3 separate regions of the Mus musculus genome follow, and all the other regions are linked to region 2. The links are chromatin contacts, called in public Hi-C and HiChIP or PLAC-seq maps. All regions are on one chromosome and are shown on one strand. The core of a region is the stretch at or near the end of the contact, and the rest is flanking DNA. Distances in the headings are between cores, read along the strand shown. Region 1 has its middle 47 kb from the start of Gm24160. Region 2 overlaps Mogat1 (monoacylglycerol O-acyltransferase 1). Region 3 holds the start of Serpine2 (serine (or cysteine) peptidase inhibitor, clade E, member 2).

Region 1 (2,788 bases), core at 97-2,596, 1.0 Mb before region 2:
GAACAGAGGCAGCAAAACACATTTTCTGAGACTGTTTGACCAGCTAATAAAAGTAGCTTGATAGTGACTAGTTTTATCATCAATCAACTAATTCAATTAGTTTTTTCTTGTGATGAGATCTATCTATATAGCTAGGCTGGAGTCAAACTTGAGATGCTCCTGCTTCAGCCTCTGAAGTACTGGAACTGCAGGTATCTGCCATTAGGCCTAATTTTAAAAGAATGCAATGAGGACTAAGAAATTTGGCATACTCCTTTTACTTTGTTGTCCTGAAAACAGATGAAAAGAGCCATGAAAGACAGGATGATAAAAGAATAGAATGATAAAGTAAGTTTGTAAGACCCCCAAGAGAGTTTTCCTAACTGTCTCCATGGTTGATAGGGTAGGAATGTCTCCATCAGAACTCACATTAAAATTAAAACCTCATTGGGACTTAATAAGAGGTTTAGGTCACCAGGACAGAGCCTTCATGAATGGGTTCATCCATTCACAGATTAATAGACAGGTAAGTTATTTCATCATTTCAAGAGTGGCTTTGTGATAAGATGGAGTTTGGCTTTATCTCTCATATGTACTCACTGTATGGCCTCCTTTTATTCTGAGGACCATTCCAAGAATACCTACCAACAAGCTGTCTACCAGAGATGGCCTCTCAGTTTTGGCCTACCAAGCTGCCAACATTGTAATAAAAAAATTCCCTTTATAAGTTGCCCTACCTCAGGCTTTCTGCTCTATTTTACAGAAGCAGAAAATAAACCAGGTCTTCCTTTGCTTTGAAACAGATGCTTATCCATCGCAAATTCTATTGTTTAAATAAATATAGAAGAACAGAATGTAAGAGAATTTAAGACTATCTTCTTTCTGAATGACTATTTTATATTTTATTGACTAAAATCATTAAACATTTTCTACACCCTAAGGAAGCACATTTTGTGATGTCGCCTGTTGCATAGTTACTGTGATTACTAATTTAAATGGCTAATTTGGCTTCTTCTGAACATATTGATTTATGTGCTCCTTAGGGAGAAAATCATAAATTATCTCATTGGGGTTAGATGGTTCCTGTCAGTCTAGTAAATTTCATGCTTAATACAGACATGTTTATCAGAAAAATCCAGAAGCCCATTAGAACTTCATGAGTTCTGAGAGTGAGGATCGTTGTTAGATTGAATCAAAAGCTATAGGATTCAGAAATGCATTGCATGTGGGAAAACAGCAATCTTAATGTTGCCATATGTTCACTGTCTTTGCTTCTCAGTTTCAAACAAACTCTAAGTCAGGTTGGCTGGATGTGAAGCCAGAGTTCAAACAGGCAAGCACACCAACCTGTGACTCATTTCCTTCCGTTTCTGACTCATAATTCTTCCTTGTTCATTCGGATCGAGGCAAAAGGTTTCAAGATAAACTTCCTTGAAGAGCTTGGCCTTCTTTTGTAAGGAGGCAGGGAGGCACTTAATGTCACTTCCATTGTTTTTTCAGATATGTATTGCCTTCGATGGGCAGCATTGTGACTGCCATTAAGTACTACCCACAGGGTTCAAGTCTCTTTTAGTTTCCATTCTTCCAAGCATATTCTCCATCAGTCTCCAGGATGACACATATTAACTTTCTTGGAACCAATCAGAAGGCCCTCTCTGTGGGAAACTAGTAAATCTGAGGTGACTATCAAAGTTTCCTTTCAATTTTGTTCCCTTTCGACGCTTCCTTTCCATTAGCTATCTGCCAGTTACCCCACCCACTTGGGAGATTCAGCTTGCGATTTCAGTGCTACTTTTCTCCTTTCTTGTATCCTGATGTCCCAGTGCCCGCCAGATTAGTTGCAGAGCAGGGCTGATAGAACCATTCCTAAAGGAACACGGCAGTTGAACTGAAAACAAAGAACAGATGTTGAAGTAGAAAGCTCGGATTCACTGTGTAACCAGAATGTATAAAAGGCATTATCTTGATGTCTATGGGCAAACTTAATTACCCTATCTCAAAATCATGTCTTCTATTTGGAGAAAAAAAAAAAAACTTAGGAGGAAATTGGGTTGAGAGAACAGGAAATAAGTTTATGTAACTGGGGACTTTGAAAGAAGCCAGTTCTGGGGGAAGAAGAGAAAGCTCACTGAGTAAAGAAAGCCTGCTGTGTAGTCTTGAGGACCTATCTGAGTTTGGAACCTTAGCACCCACATGAAAGTTGGTGAGGTAGTATGCACCTATAAACCCACTTGTCCACAGAGGATGGACAGAGACAGATGCATCCTGGATGCTCAGTGACCAGACAGTGTGGCCCAGATGTAAGCTCAAAAACCAAGTGTAGCTCAAAAACTAAGGTGGAGACCAATAACAAAAGGCATCTGAGGGTGAACTCTGACCACTCCTCCTCATATGCTCAGCTGATTGCCAATGCAGATATATTTAAAAATAAAAAAAAAAGAAGCCAACTCTAAATTGGAGTATATTTTTAATGGTGCTTTCCTGTAACGAACAATGTATTCTTAGCCAGAGTGAATTGGACTTGTAAGAACTAAGCTCAGAGAAAACATAGAGCCTTAAGTTCAAGACACTGTCCACCTTGGCTTATCCTAGAGGTCAACACAAGATCAGTTTGAAGGAAACCTCCCATAGTGTCTCTTACGGAACACAGGCAGCTTTATTTAGTGAGGATTTCAAATCCTCAGCTAACAACAATCAGAAGCATATAGCAGGGGAAGGTGGAATTGCACACTTGGTCTTAAGCATAGTCTGTCAACGTAGCTTCTTTTTGACAGCACTGTAACAAACAGTGATGTTTAGCAAGTCCATT
Region 2 (2,843 bases), core at 324-2,823:
AAAGGTCCTTGGTTTTAGTGCCAGTCTCCCGCTCAGTGACTAAATAGCCAACACCTGACTAGCTTATGACAGTGTGTAGGATTGTCAATTATTGGTGTGGGCCAACTAGAGAGCAGGAAGTGTTCCCATTTCCTGTGGGTCCTGGCTTGTAACAGGTCCTATTACTATGGAATAGCTTTAGGAGAAGCTTCACATTATAGCAATGTTATTTGTTCCACCCACTGGGCAAGTACATATTTTATGCCCTGGGATCGCCCCAAGCTGTGCCAGGCACCAGGGAGAGACCAGCAAGCAGAGAAGCCCCGACTCTGTATTAAGTGAAAAGGCTCTTGGGGGAGAAGATTACAAGTGTTCCTGTTGCATACCACATCTCCAGCACCCTACAATGCATCCTAAAACAGGGCGATGCTATCTTCCAAAAAGACTTGCCTTGCCACTGCAAATACACCCATTTCTGAGTGTAAAGCGAAACGACTCTGGCCATTCCTATGGGATTCCAAGTGGCAGACTCATCCTGCTTCAAAAATGGCAAAACAATTCTGCACTGATTTAAGAAAAAAAATGCATTGATGTGACCTGAAAGACCTAGGTTACCCAGTATACAACTGACATGATTCGGTGACAAATGTTCTGTTTACGTAAGAGCCCTGTCTCTCCAGCTTTCTGTAAGCCAAGTTACACAGTCTCTAAATATCCAGCTGTGCCAAACAACAGCTGCCCTGCTCAGTGACGATACCACCCTAAGCCACAGAATTGCTCAGTTAGTGTCTAGAGGCGCTTTGAAGTTGGTATTTTGCTTTTGCTCTGAGCGCATGAGTAATTCTAAGACTTTTAGGAACCTGAAGAATGATATAGTCTCCCTAAATTCAGAAGATTTTTAAGTCTTAGTCATCTTCAATCCTGTGCTATAATCATCTAGTGTATTTTTATTTTCCACTGTTATGAACCAACCTTGGAGCCTTACCCATGGTAGGTAAGCATTGTACCACTTGGTCATAACCCCAGACCTCCATTTTCCTGTATTTTTATTTATCACAGTATAAAATAACAGCAGTGGTCTTCACCACTAATTCTTTTCAGCTGCAACTTGATTCTAGAGTCAAAACAAACAAACAAAAAACAAAAACAAAACAAAAACCAGAGAAATTATTTATTTATTTTCTCAACGATGCTTTCTTGCCTTCCTTTCTTATGCCTTGGAGGAAGGAGGTTATTTAAATACCAGAGTTTCGTGCTCCGGAATCCCATATTTCCCTTTGTGTTCATTGAACAGTTTCTTTAGCTCCTCTAGGTATGTCTGATGCAGCTCTTCAATCTGCTCTGAGGTCGGGTTCAGAGTCTGCTGAACAGGGATGGGGCGGCCAACTGTGGAAAACAGAGCACGTGTCATCCCTGAGGACAGCCACCACTCCACCCGCAGCCTGGGTCTCCCGTGGGCAGCTGAGCGCTGGGCTGCCAATCGGCTTCCCTCCAGCCCGCTGGCTCCAGTCCTCTCCTCAGCTCACTGGCTGCCTACCTCAGTCACACCATCCCACTCGACAACAAATAAAGAGTTTCCCTTCTCAGCAGACACTGAGCTGTCATTCTGTGGTTTGACTTCTGAGTCAAATGCGCTGCTGTGCCGACTGCAGCTGTGCGCAGAGTAGGCGTTGCTGCGAGCCACGTCACTCTCATTCTCCCCTGGGCACAGCTGACAAGCAAGACCACAGGGTTCTTATTGTGACTGACTGTGAAATGTTCAGGTCACGTGACATCCTCTATTATGACTTTTTAAAAAATATCTTTCAGAACAATTGAAAATGTCACTTACTTACAGCGAAGTCTCTGTGCGAGAAAGTCATCTAGTCACAAAACTGAAAGCAACCACAGCTCATTAGGAAAACAGTTACATAGGCTGAGCTACATTCCAGTTATTCACCGGAATCTTAGGCAGCTATCTTTTTTAAAAAAAGAAATAACAAATAACGTGGCACACACAGTGCCTAAAATGTCTAAGAAAAGTTGCAAAATGAAGTGTGATCCCATCTATAAAAAAATAAATTTCTAGGTGCACCAATATTTTCAGTGTACAAGAAAAACCTGGCAAGATCAACATTTTCCTTTGGGGATTGGGTCAGGGGTGGGGAACAGCACATTTATTTTACCTGTATCGTATGAATGTTCCCCCCCCCCAAAAGTATCTGTTTCATCTGTATAATTACAAAAATACCTATTGGTTGTAAATAAATCTGGCGGCTTCTGTACATATTTTAAAAGACGTTTACATAACAATCTCAGAATTTGGAAATTCAGAAATACAAGTCTTTGACGGCCTGTATACACTGCACCCCCTGCTGGCCTGGTGTTGCTATGCGCCCAAGGCCAGGATGAGCCGGGTGGTTAACTTCAAACCTTGAAGCAAACTACTCCTTCTGAAGTCATTCGCTTGGGCATGAGGACTGTGAGCGCCGCTGTAGGGGGGTGGGGGTGGGGGGATGCAGTACGCAAAGGGGAGTCGGGTGGGGGTGGGTTCCTTTGTCTTTCTTCAAGCTACATACAGAGCGAACCTGTGCCAGTAATGGAAGGTGGTTATTTTTTAAAAACCTAAGCAATCGTGAAGGAATAAAGAGGCAGCAAGTGATAAAGACCATGAATATGGGAGTTGAGAGGCACAGAAGGAAGGACTGACACTCCCTAATTGCTGAGTGTTTCACTAGACCGAGCCTCCAAACACTCGAGGGCAGTTTCCTTCGATCTTTACGAAGTCTGATTTATGCACAGTAGACACCAGTCCTTTGACACACATTAGAGAGAACTGGAGGAAACAAGCCAGTGCTGGCACATACCTGTAGTTTCAGCACTCA
Region 3 (3,016 bases), core at 422-2,921, 1.3 Mb before region 2:
ACTGGGAAAAAAAGGGGGGGGGGGTTCATGACCTGCATTACAAGACACTCAAATCCTTCGCTGTTTGTCCATTTCTCCCAAAACCAGTTGACTTTCCTGAACATTTGGAACGGCAAATAGTGTTTGAGATACAAACCACGCAGTCCATGTGACATTAGGAAATCGCTTTGCAAAATGTCAGCCCTGAGAAAGAACTGGACAAAGTATATGGGGGTCTCAGTCGAGTGCCTACAACTGTCTCAATCAGCAGTGTCAGCATGAAGATGGTGAGATAGAAGCAGATGCAGAGAAACCAGCAAGCTCTGTGCATCTGCCTTCACTCACACTTCAAACTTGGCTCTCTAGTATAGTGATTCTCAGTCTGTGAGTCATGACCCCTTGAGGGGTCAAATGACCTTTTCACAGAGATCATCCGGAAACACTGATATTTATATGACAACTCATAACAGTAGCAAAGTCACAGTTATGAAGTAAGAAGGAAAATAATAGTGCTATGGGGGGGGGGGGGCGCACCACAACATGAGGAACCATACCTATTAAAGGGCTGCACCATTAGGAAGGTTGAGAACCACTGCTCTAGTAGTTTCTTATCTGCTTCCCCTCCTATCTGTAGCACTGCACCCTAATCCAGTGCCTTGTGCATCTGAGGCAAGCACCCTACCACCTAGCCACACCCTCAGTCCCTAATGCCTTCATCTGGAAAGCTGCTCTCAGTTTTTCAAGTCACACACACACACACACACACACACTCACACACACGGGTGGGGGAGTGTCTGTCATGGACACAGCTGTGTCAGTGTGGTTGCTCAGAGATCTGAGTTGCTCTAGCACTAGGTGCAGTTTATTTCACAGCCCTAAAGAGATTTACGGCTGTTTTTTCTTCATTGGGGCCAAACATGGGGCCTGATAGGGAGGGCGTTGCACCAAAGGCAACAGAGACTACCATGAAAGTCCCTACAAACCTAACCTGAGCAGAGGACTGAAGAATGCAGAAAGGGACACTCAGGTAACAGACCATGGGACATAACAGCCATCTGTTGCTGGCCTTGGGTCTGATAAGGTCTCAGGGGCTGAAGGTGTAGGTTCAAAACACCTGGATCTTCGGAGCTCTGAGAGTACTTCATGCTATCACCACAAGCAAGGGGTCAGTTTTCTGCATGTCCTTGCTTGTCATGTGCCTAGGAATCCCACAGCCAGCTCATCCACTAAGCAGGGATAAGTTGACTCTGGGGCACCTGGAGGACCTGTTCTAGACCTCCACGTCCTAGCTCCGTTATTTCCATCACCTGCAGGATTGCACACTGTCACCCCCCCCCCAACACCCCCAGACGACGCGTCTTGCGTCTCAGGGGCACACCACTGGCTTCTGTGTCGCCCACTCCTCTCCACTCCCCACAGGCTCATCCGGACGATCCACGTGCAGCTCGACCGGGGGTTGGCGCCGCACCTCGAGCCCGGCGCGTCTGGCCGGAGCTTTCTGGGGACCCGAACCCCCCAACCCCCGCGAGAGGGCGGCATCTGGCGACCGCGGGTCGGGCAGGGGGGCGTCCTAAAGTCCCCTGCGGTGCAGAGACGTTGCGGCCGGCTGCCACACAAAGGCGGCGGCGGGAAGGCGGGGCGGGGCGGGCCGGGGGGCGGGGGAGGCAGGAAGGGGCGGGGGCGGCGGCGGCGATAAAGCCCCCGCGCGGCCCGGCCGGCTAGTGCAGTGGTTGCACGGGAGTGCGGGCTGCACGCGTCACCGTCACCGCCGCCTGTCCCCCACCGCCGCGCAGCGCCGATCTCCCTCCCGGTTTCGGCCGCCACCTGGGGATCCAAGCGAGGACGGGTGAGTAGCAGCTGCGGGGTTCCCGCTGCTCGGAGGGGAGCCGGGGACTGTCCCCGGGGCAGCACCGCGACCGGTTGCTGGGGCGGGAACTTTCTCGAACCGCCTCGGGCCCCGCTGCGAGCGCTCCTGGCTCCCGCGTCCCTGTCCCCGAGGGTTTGGGCGTCCAGGTGTGCCGGAGGCTGACGGAACGCTCGCCGAGCTCGGGGTGGGTCCAGCAGGACTGCAAACCGTGACCCTGAACCCGAGGCGACTGGGCACTCACGGGTAGCACCGACCCCACACTTTTCCCGTGCGCGGGTCCCTGTCCCGGGCGACCGGCTCTCACTTGTAACCTTTGCCTGTGCAGTGTGGAGGTGGGCAGCGGTTTGGGGAAGGACTTCAGTTCACACTGGCCTTTGCAACAGGCTTGTCCCTAGGATACAGTAGCAGCTCTTTGCGATTTCTTATTTATTTTCATCATCTGTGGACCAGGGAATTGCGAGGCCGGTGAGTGACTCCAGGTAAGGTGAAAGTACTCAGAAATCCTCGGAGGAATTAGGTATTTAATTTGCCCCCACGATGAGCAGAGAGGGAAAGCTGCTATTACATAAGACAGCACTCCACCTTCAGGTATTAGGGAAGGTGCTGTTGAGGATTTTTAGTGTTTTAATGAACAAAACAGAATCTCCGCGTGTCTCTCCAGAGAAATCTCCAAACGCCGCTGGATCTTGCTTTGACTACTTTGCTGGGAACGTTCTTATATTTAGCATGAACATAAAAAGGTGTTTGAAGGTTTAACTTTTCTCTTTCAAGCCAGGAGGCAGTTTACTTTTCTGAACTGTTCTAGAACAATTGATCTGATCATCTTGTACTTTGGAGATTTTGTATCTGAATGGGAATACAGATAATGGGAGAAATGTCAGCATTACCGATTTGTGTATCTGAAGCACACTTAAAAATTGAAGGTGCTTTGAACACTTTCTGTGGTTCTAAAACAATAATTATACCCTGTTGGCAACATTTAAGCAAAAAAAAAAAAAAAAAAAAAAAAAATCTCAAGAGCTTCGCCACAGATAATGGAACCGTCAACAATGGAGTTTTAGCTGTTTTTTTCAGAGTAGTGTTTGAAATTTTTGTTCAGCTAAGGGTGACTCCTGAAGGTCATGAGCCGATGTCATCGTTCCTTCTTCTTTGAAAGAATCTAGGCAGAAA

What was found. Hi-C and Micro-C count contacts between places; a contact is called where the count stands out from the background. HiChIP or PLAC-seq counts read pairs in DNA pulled down with a chosen protein or histone mark.
Region 1: a Hi-C map of Th1 cells shows a contact between it and region 2, with 4 times the contacts expected there. The contact joins two enhancer-like sites. A contact is called at or near these places in 2 of 484 Hi-C or Micro-C datasets (Th1 cells and adipose-derived mesenchymal stem cells) and 1 of 115 datasets of contacts at active chromatin or transcription factors (fibro-adipogenic progenitors).
Region 3: an H3K27ac HiChIP or PLAC-seq map of double positive thymocytes shows a contact between it and region 2, with 5 times the contacts expected there. The contact joins the promoter of Serpine2 here to the enhancer-like site in region 2. A contact is called at or near these places in 4 of 39 promoter capture datasets (liver, neutrophils, pre-B cells and 1 more) and 4 of 115 datasets of contacts at active chromatin or transcription factors (astrocytes, double positive thymocytes and embryonic stem cells).

What each region holds. Positions count from the first base shown.
Region 1 is chr1:79,559,954-79,562,741 of GRCm38.p6, reverse strand. No RefSeq gene overlaps it. Among named protein-coding and RNA genes, the nearest start is that of Gm24160, 47 kb to the right of the region's middle. Within about 2 kb of position 1,346, at least 36 of the 459 cell types and tissues checked have an H3K27ac peak or open chromatin away from gene starts, as enhancers often do. A contact at or near this core is called in Th1 cells, where this site is marked.
Region 2 is chr1:78,536,466-78,539,308 of GRCm38.p6, reverse strand. It overlaps Mogat1 (monoacylglycerol O-acyltransferase 1), which reads right to left. Exons shown (of 7, transcript NM_026713.3): 7 at 1,136-1,365. The coding sequence ends at 1,211. Among named protein-coding and RNA genes, the nearest start is that of Mogat1, 27 kb to the right of the region's middle. Within about 2 kb of position 1,573, at least 301 of the 459 cell types and tissues checked have an H3K27ac peak or open chromatin away from gene starts, as enhancers often do. A contact at or near this core is called in Th1 cells, astrocytes, double positive thymocytes and 1 more, where this site is marked.
Region 3 is chr1:79,857,320-79,860,335 of GRCm38.p6, reverse strand. It overlaps Serpine2 (serine (or cysteine) peptidase inhibitor, clade E, member 2), which reads left to right and starts at 1,671. Exons shown (of 9, transcript NM_009255.4): 1 at 1,671-1,825.